Regions from separate parts of the Gossypium hirsutum genome. Here region 2 is linked to region 1. A link is a contact called in public Hi-C data. All regions are on one chromosome and are shown on one strand. The core of a region is the stretch at or near the end of the contact, and the rest is flanking DNA. Distances in the headings are between cores, read along the strand shown. Region 1 holds the start of LOC121209683 (probable galacturonosyltransferase-like 1). Region 2 holds the start of LOC107909370 (UPF0496 protein At2g18630).

Region 1 (3,686 bases), core at 184-2,683:
ATATACTGTCCTCAACAATACATAGATAAAGAAAAGAAGCAAAGATTGTACTAAGATTGTTAATGTTCACTGCTATAGAATCTATGAACATATATCTCCAAGAAAATTTATCTTAAAATTTTCCACTCAGATCCATTTTTTTTTCTCTATAAGTTCCATGGCATCATTGAAAGAAAAAATCTCAGCCCAGAAAAAGAAAATTATTGTTGAAAAAAACATATACTAATCATAATTTTTTAAGGTTCTAAAGCAAAGGGTGTTTGTAGCAGATCATAAGGAGCCCATAAAGCATCTAAAGGACATGGTCGATTAGCATCAAGTCTCACCCATGGCTTCCCTTTACCACTCCAGTGTAATAAACTAACCCGACCCGGATGTAAATTTCTGCATAATCCTCTATAATTGTCACCTCCAAGCCCGTGTTGGTTCCATCTATGATCAACAGGTGCTATGGTGCCTGCAAAGACGAGTAAAAATGGTGGCAATGAACCTAACTCGTAGATCCTTATTCTTTTTTGAAGCTCCATCCATTCGATGATTTTGGTGGTGTAATCACCCTCACGCCATTTTTGTAAGTCTATGACCATTACACCGGTGTTGAAGTAACAAGGTTTCCGGCCGGCGAAGGTTAGGGAAAGTGTGGGGTTGGACCAGAAGGTTGGGGTGAAGTATGAAGTGAAGTTGGCGTTGCAATATTCCGGGGCGGCGAGAACGGTGTTTTCGTCCAGTGGGGTGGCGGCGAGTTTGGCTATGTCGTCGACTAGGACGAGGTCGGAGTCTAGGTAAACGATGCGGTGTATGCAATGAGGGAGGAGGTCGGCGAGGTAGTTCCGGGCGTAGTTGAGTGGGGAGTCGAGTGCTGACCGGATGGATGTTGAGATAAGGCCGGACACGACGGAGGAGTCGTATGGGTAGATTTGGAACTTAAGGGAAGGGAAAGAGTGGGTGATTGTAAGGCGGAGGTGACGGTGGTCGGCGGTGGAGGTGGAGACGAAGTGGAAAAGGATGTTTTGAGGGCAAGAAGAGTGTTGCAGGATGGAAAAAATAGCTGTCATTGAACCACGCGAATAGGCGGCATCGAGGGTCATTGCTACATGAACAGCTTCATGGGAACACATTTCATTGGTGGTGCCATTAATGGAAGGACAAGTGGGTGCGTTATAAAATTGTGGAGCTTCTTTGAACTTTTGGTCATTATTAGTGGTGGTTGAAGCCAAGGAAGGGGCGGCATTTACGGCGGAGATGAGGAGGAAAAGGAGGAAGAGGTGGTGACGGTGGTGGTGGTGTCGGTGGAGTTTATTTGGTGGGATTACTAATGCAAATTTGGACATCTTTTGTTGGTGGGAGTTTAGATTTTTGGTTTTCTAAGCTTTTAATATAGGGGAAAAGGGAACACATCAATGATTTCTAATTTCTTTTGTGTTTTCAACTTTGAACCCAAAATAAAAAAAACCCCACGTTTGGGTTTAAAATTAAAAAAAACAGGTACTTCTAGGGACCAATGGTCAAGCTATTTTCGGGTGTGGACACTGAGAATTAATTACTGTAATGATAAAATTAAAAAAAAATGGATGATGAATATGTATAGATATGTTAAAAATATTAAATTAAAAATATTAGAAATATGTAAAATTGTAATTTTATAAATAATAATATTTTTATTTTTGTTCTTTTATTATCGATTAATTTAAGCGTATTGATAATTTCATTTTATGTATTTTAATGATATTCAACATACAATTATGGAAATCCAAAAATTATGGGTTTGATATTCGTTTTTTTTTTTCCCACTCAGTTGATACAAATTTATTAATAAGAGAAAGACATTGATAAAAAAATAAAAAAGATTATAAACACTTTCTAACTAGTTGAAAGACAGAATTCAGTCATCACCCTTTAACACAACATAAGAGTGAAACAGGATAGAAAAACACTCATCACCAAGCAAAAATCATTTTAAATAACGCAAGTCTCTTCACCCCTGCATTAGCAAGAGCATTAATCATTTCATTACCATGCCTATAAACAAATACGAAGTGTCGAACAAGTTGATAAATCAAATCATTCAATAGTTTTTTATTTCTATCGCGTAAGTTAAGAATTGACTAATTATTAAATCTTGGGCGAAAATTTCTTTTGATAGCCTTTTTTATTATTATAATTACAACAGTGTCAATTCACCTAAGATTTGATCCAAAATTTCAATATTTATTTTTTTTCTCTTTTTCTAACATGATCCATATCTTCCGTAGAACATTTAATGCAAGGGGCGTTGGTGTAAACGTGAATTGAAGGGTGACATTGACAAAATGAAAGTTGCCACATGGCTTCGACGAGTGGGACCATGAAGTGCCACGTAAGCTAGACATCAATAAGGAAGAAAAGTTGGGTCCCATTGGTGGAAAGTTTATTGTCCTAATAAAAGAGATAGAGACATGGAAAACAAGAAAATGGTGGGAGCTGCATCTTTAACTACACATTCGGTAAAATATGCCATAAACCCCTCTAATTTTATCAAATTTAAAATTTAATCCTCACAATTAAAAAAAGTTGTCAAAGTAATTACTTTTACTCTTCTTTTTTTCGATGTTAAAATTTTAGTCCAATTAATCAGTGGCAGTGTTAGTATTTTTTATAAACATTTTCTTATTATCAAGTATGTTTACTGAATTTATAATAATTTACTTTCGACGATAAATTTTGAGAAAAATCATAATTGCATCAATGATTGGATTAATATTTTTAAATTGAACTCTTGAATTTTGATTATTCCACAGGCTCTTCATGGATATGGATCAAAATCGAATAATCAAAATTTTAATCCATTTTAATTTAATTTAAATTTCATTTGGGTTGGTATGAAATTCATCAATTAAATCATAATTTGATCTGAGCTGGATGAATATAAATTACAAATCTAAACTTGACATAATTCAAGCCATAATTCACTCTCTTGTCAATATGTTTAATTATAGTATAAAATTAATAAGTATTACTTTCATAATCATTTAGTCAAAACCATTGCTTTAATTAAAAAATATCTTTTTTTTAGACTCTCTACTATTCAGTAATCACATTTTTTTCTTAATTAAATCTCGAAACAAGCTGAATTTAACCCGAAGGCAAAACTTTTTCAGAACTATTTTCTATATTCACAATACTTAAACCCGAAATCTTATTTATAGAATATCAAACTTTTTATCACTTGATCTTACAGGCATCAGTGAAAATAACTAAATTTATGGATTAGTTAATTACAATCAAATTATATATCATCTTATATCTCAAAGAGTGGACTACACATGTTAAAAATGGGCACTTTAATATCATTATGATTTTAATTTCTCTTACAACATGCACGTTTTTTACTAGAATAAATCATTATCACATACACATCACAAATGGATAATTCGTGTAACTAGAATCCATGACATAAGTTGTGTGATGAACATCCAAGATCAATGCATATGTTTACTTGCATAATTAATATGTTTTGCTCTTTCCAATATATATATTTGTGCGTGTGTGTCATGGATTACTTAAGGGATTTTTTAAAAAGTACTATTTTAAGTCTATTTTATGGTTCATGTTTGAGGTTTAAGATTATTTTTTCATATGCAACTTTTTGAATATTCATCAAGTTTAAGAATTTTTTTTCTTTATCTTAAATTACAATTTTTTATATA
Region 2 (4,014 bases), core at 65-2,564, 180 kb after region 1:
AAATACTTAACCGCCAATTGAATAATCAACTGATCATTCCGAGCTCGTTTGAGGCAATTCTCGAGCATGGTACAAAAATCTAAAGTCTTCTTGCTGTTTTCAAAGTATTCCTCAACCAAAGAAAACAACTCTGAATTGTTCCATATATCTCTTTGACATTCCAAAATGACTTTCACTACTGCCTGATTTGTTTCGAGAAGACAACAGGTAACCTCTTGGAGCGTGTTAAAGGATATCGATTGAACACCCGAACTGACCGCAAGCGTGCCGATGACACTGTTAGTATGTTCCTGGAGAGTCACATCGAAATGTTGCAGAGTTGAATCTTGTCTACAAGCAGCCTCGTACGAACTCAAATCAGCTTCGAACTGAGAATCCGGTTTAACTTGCGATATCGATTCGGCATTACCCCCTTTGGTTTTACTCGATTGACATCCCATCATGGCTGATAAAGATTCAAAATGGTAATGGAGAATACCTTAAAAAACCCAAAAGCAGTACATACACACACACATCAGTTTACGTGCTAATTTAACTCTTACAATTTGAACTTATTTGATTACAGTGACTAAATTGATCCATTTAACAATAGAGGGACTAATCTGATCCGGTACCTATAATGCAGGGACCTTCCAGGTACTTTAACCCTAAAATAACTCGTATCTTAACATGAAGCTTCACTACAAACATCAATTCTAGCTAAAATTGCATTTAATAATCCACAAATCTAAATAAAACCCAGTAATCAAGTGAAAAATACGGTTTTTTCACACAAAAATCCCTAAAAAATCCACACAATATGTTCTTGAAGTTCAACAAATGAACAAAATAAGAAAAGCTTGAGCAAGACCTTAAAAAACTCAGAGATAGTTTTCAAGCATATAGACCAAAAAGATTAAATCTTTGAGAGATTCTATAAATGCACAAGCTAAAAAGTACCTGAAAGTTCTTCTCAGTTGAAATCCTTAGCAAATAAGCTGAAAAAGCTATAATCCAGCCACCCAAAGGAGCAAACTTTACACACAGAGAGAGCTAAAAAAGGGGGCTTTTTTTTTTCTTTGGTGAAGGGAAATGCATTGAGTTAATGCAGGTAATGAAGGTTGAAGGAAGGTGAGAAATTTGAAGGGAAATGAGGCAAAGTGTCGTCTACTACTTGAAACATCGTCTCTTTCAACTTAAAGGAGGGGTTTCAAAGGCCAAACTTGGGAGTGAAGCTTTGGTTTTTATTTCTCTAGCTTATGATGATTGGAGAGTAGAATAAAGATAGCTAATGTGGAAAAAACAATTATCTTTGGCCCATAATGGAAGGGGGGATATTTGTAATAAATGTATACATATATATATATATGCAAAATTTGAATACCCTAAACCCAAATCCGAAATTGACTCAAACTAAAATAACTTGAAAGTTTTTAAAATTTAAATTGGTTCAATCTGAATTAATTCACGTGTTAACTAATTAACCAATCAAATTATCTGATTGATTAGTCTAAGACACAACACATCCAATTATTTTATATCTATTTTCGGCTCACAAATTTTATTCTAGAAAAATAAAACTAAACTCTATGTGGAAATAATAGTCCACATCTAAAATATACATGCCCGATAAGTTAATTAGTTACATTTAATTTTCTAAGAATCACAAATTCGGCAAAATTAATTTATCATACATAACAATAAAATAATATTATACATTCATTCACATATATTCTTCTAAACATGTATACAATTATAAGAATGTCACATCTTATCAAAATTAATCACACATAAAGAAGATAGAGAATTTAAGTCTCGATTTACACTATAAACATAGCACAACTTGACTCTGATACTGATTGTTGAAAAAATTCGATTCGAAAATAGTTTTCTTACACAACAAAAAATAAAAATTTTAAAAATCAACTTGGTTTGTGATATTTATAGCAATAAATGAAATCGCACCTGTGTTTTCAACTAGACGGATCATTGTCGTTATTGGCTTTCAATCGACCTTCTTCACTATTCTCGTACTACAAACTATTTCGAGTGTGTGATCAAATGATTTGAATCAAATTTAAAACCAGAAATAGTTTCTTTGTTTTAGTGTGAAAACAGAAAATCTCTTCTCAATAAAACCAAAAAAATTTTAATTTTAGAAACTATATTCAAATACTTAGAGAATTAAACACTTTCTATTTTCAGGAAAAATAACAATATCTGAAATTTGTATATTTAACCCTACCGGTGTCATCTATTTATAGGGAGAAGAAGTAGAACTCTTATTGAATTGTAAAAGTTTATTTTAACCACAAAAATGAACTTTTAGTCTAATTAAAAGTATAGAAGGAGACACCCAATTAATAATATTAGGGTTTGCCATCCCCCTCATTAACATGAGAGGTTTTTGGACATCTCCTATATCGGGTCCAATTACAAATATTTCCTACACTTTTAACCAAGTATTTTATAGTACGATCCAATTCTATATTTATTTTTTTATTTCCCCAAACAAAATAATCTTCCTAACCCAATTATAATTCCATTAAAATCATGACGACTTTACCGTAAAAGAATTTATGAGAAAATATATTTAATATTTCTACATTCAACGATTCACCATTACCAAAAGATTTATTTTCATTTTCAAACTCCATTTAATTCAAAAAATGTAGATTCATTTCTACACTTTCTTCATTTTCATTTTGGAGAAAGTCACATTCATTTTTAAATGATTCTATTTCTCTATTTTTATTTTTATTTTAGAGAAATTTATAATCATTACTAAATGTTTCTTATTTCATCATTTTCACCACTTTTATCAATTTCTGTTTACTTTATTCAGCATGCAATTCATTTCTAGTTTCGAAAAGCTAGTAGAAGGTTTGATTGAACATATGCGATTAGGGCTTAAATGATTTATAATTAAGTTCTAACTTTTCACATATTAATTATAAATTCATTTAGTTATAAAGTTATTTCACTATAGTATCATGATCGAGCTCTCCCTAACAACATACTATTACGAAAACAACTTGATCAGTGCTTGTTTAATAAGCTTGTCATAAGTGTCTTACCCTCATATGACATCTTTAATCTTTTTGAAATAATATTTGTTCTCTAAATATGATTTTATTTTATCTCATGGTAATAACTAGAGGTGACCATGGGCCGGGCTCAACTAAAAATTTAGGCCCATTCATTGGGCTCGGGCCGGGCCGGGCCCAAAAAATAGGCTTAAAATTTTGCCCTAGCCCGACCCAAATAAAATTACTAAAACCCGGGCCCGGCCCGTATTTATTTTTATATTATTTTATATAATTTTTAAATACATATAATACATCAAAAATACTAAAAAAATCAAAATAAATATTTTCCAACAAATTGATAATAAATTTTAAAAAATATGTAGACTTAAATAACACTAAGATAGATGCAACTTAACAAGCAAATACCTTTAAAATAATAATAAAATTAACAAATGCCTTTAAAATAATAACAAAATTAATAATAAAATAAGTTTTATACAATATCCAAATAATAACAACAAAATAGGAGCAACTAATAGTAATATGGTAGCAAAATAGGAAGAAAACAACAAGAAAATAACATTCAAAAAAAATAGCAGAATTTATTTGTCATTTAATGAATTCGGGCCAGGCCGGGCCGAGCCAGGCCCGGGCCAAAAATACCTCACCCGAGGCTCTGTCCATTTTTTAAACGGGCTTCATTTTTTTTCCAAGCCCATTTTTCGGGCCTATATTTTTGCCCAAACCCTCCCACATTTCGGCCGGGCCTTCAGGCCGGGCCGGGTAGCCCGACCCATGAGCAGGTCTAGTAATAACTACATCTTCCTTTATGAAAAGTTAATTATTATCAAATAATAATTAAGTCATTCATCACAAAGACGAACGACCCATAACCACATTTATTTTTCATCAACCATGTAATGCCAATGTGAGGATATCATTTACTCATGTCTCAGGTTATGAATTTTACTAATGTGAATGATGCTATATATTGCAAAAGTCGCAT

What was found. A called contact is a pair of places that touch in the nucleus more often than the background predicts.
Region 2: a Hi-C map of leaf shows a contact between it and region 1, with 3 times the contacts expected there. The contact joins the promoter of LOC107909370 here to the promoter of LOC121209683 in region 1. A contact is called at or near these places in 2 of 34 Hi-C or Micro-C datasets (both in leaf).

Annotation. Positions count from the first base shown.
Region 1 is chrA02:106,728,915-106,732,600 of Gossypium_hirsutum_v2.1, forward strand. LOC121209683 (probable galacturonosyltransferase-like 1) reads right to left here and starts at 1,434. Exons shown (of 1, transcript XM_041080774.1): 1 at 1-1,434. The coding sequence starts at 1,331. The coding sequence ends at 237.
Region 2 is chrA02:106,911,575-106,915,588 of Gossypium_hirsutum_v2.1, forward strand. LOC107909370 (UPF0496 protein At2g18630) reads right to left here and starts at 1,315. Exons shown (of 2, transcript XM_016836861.2): 1 at 940-1,315; 2 at 1-445. The coding sequence starts at 443.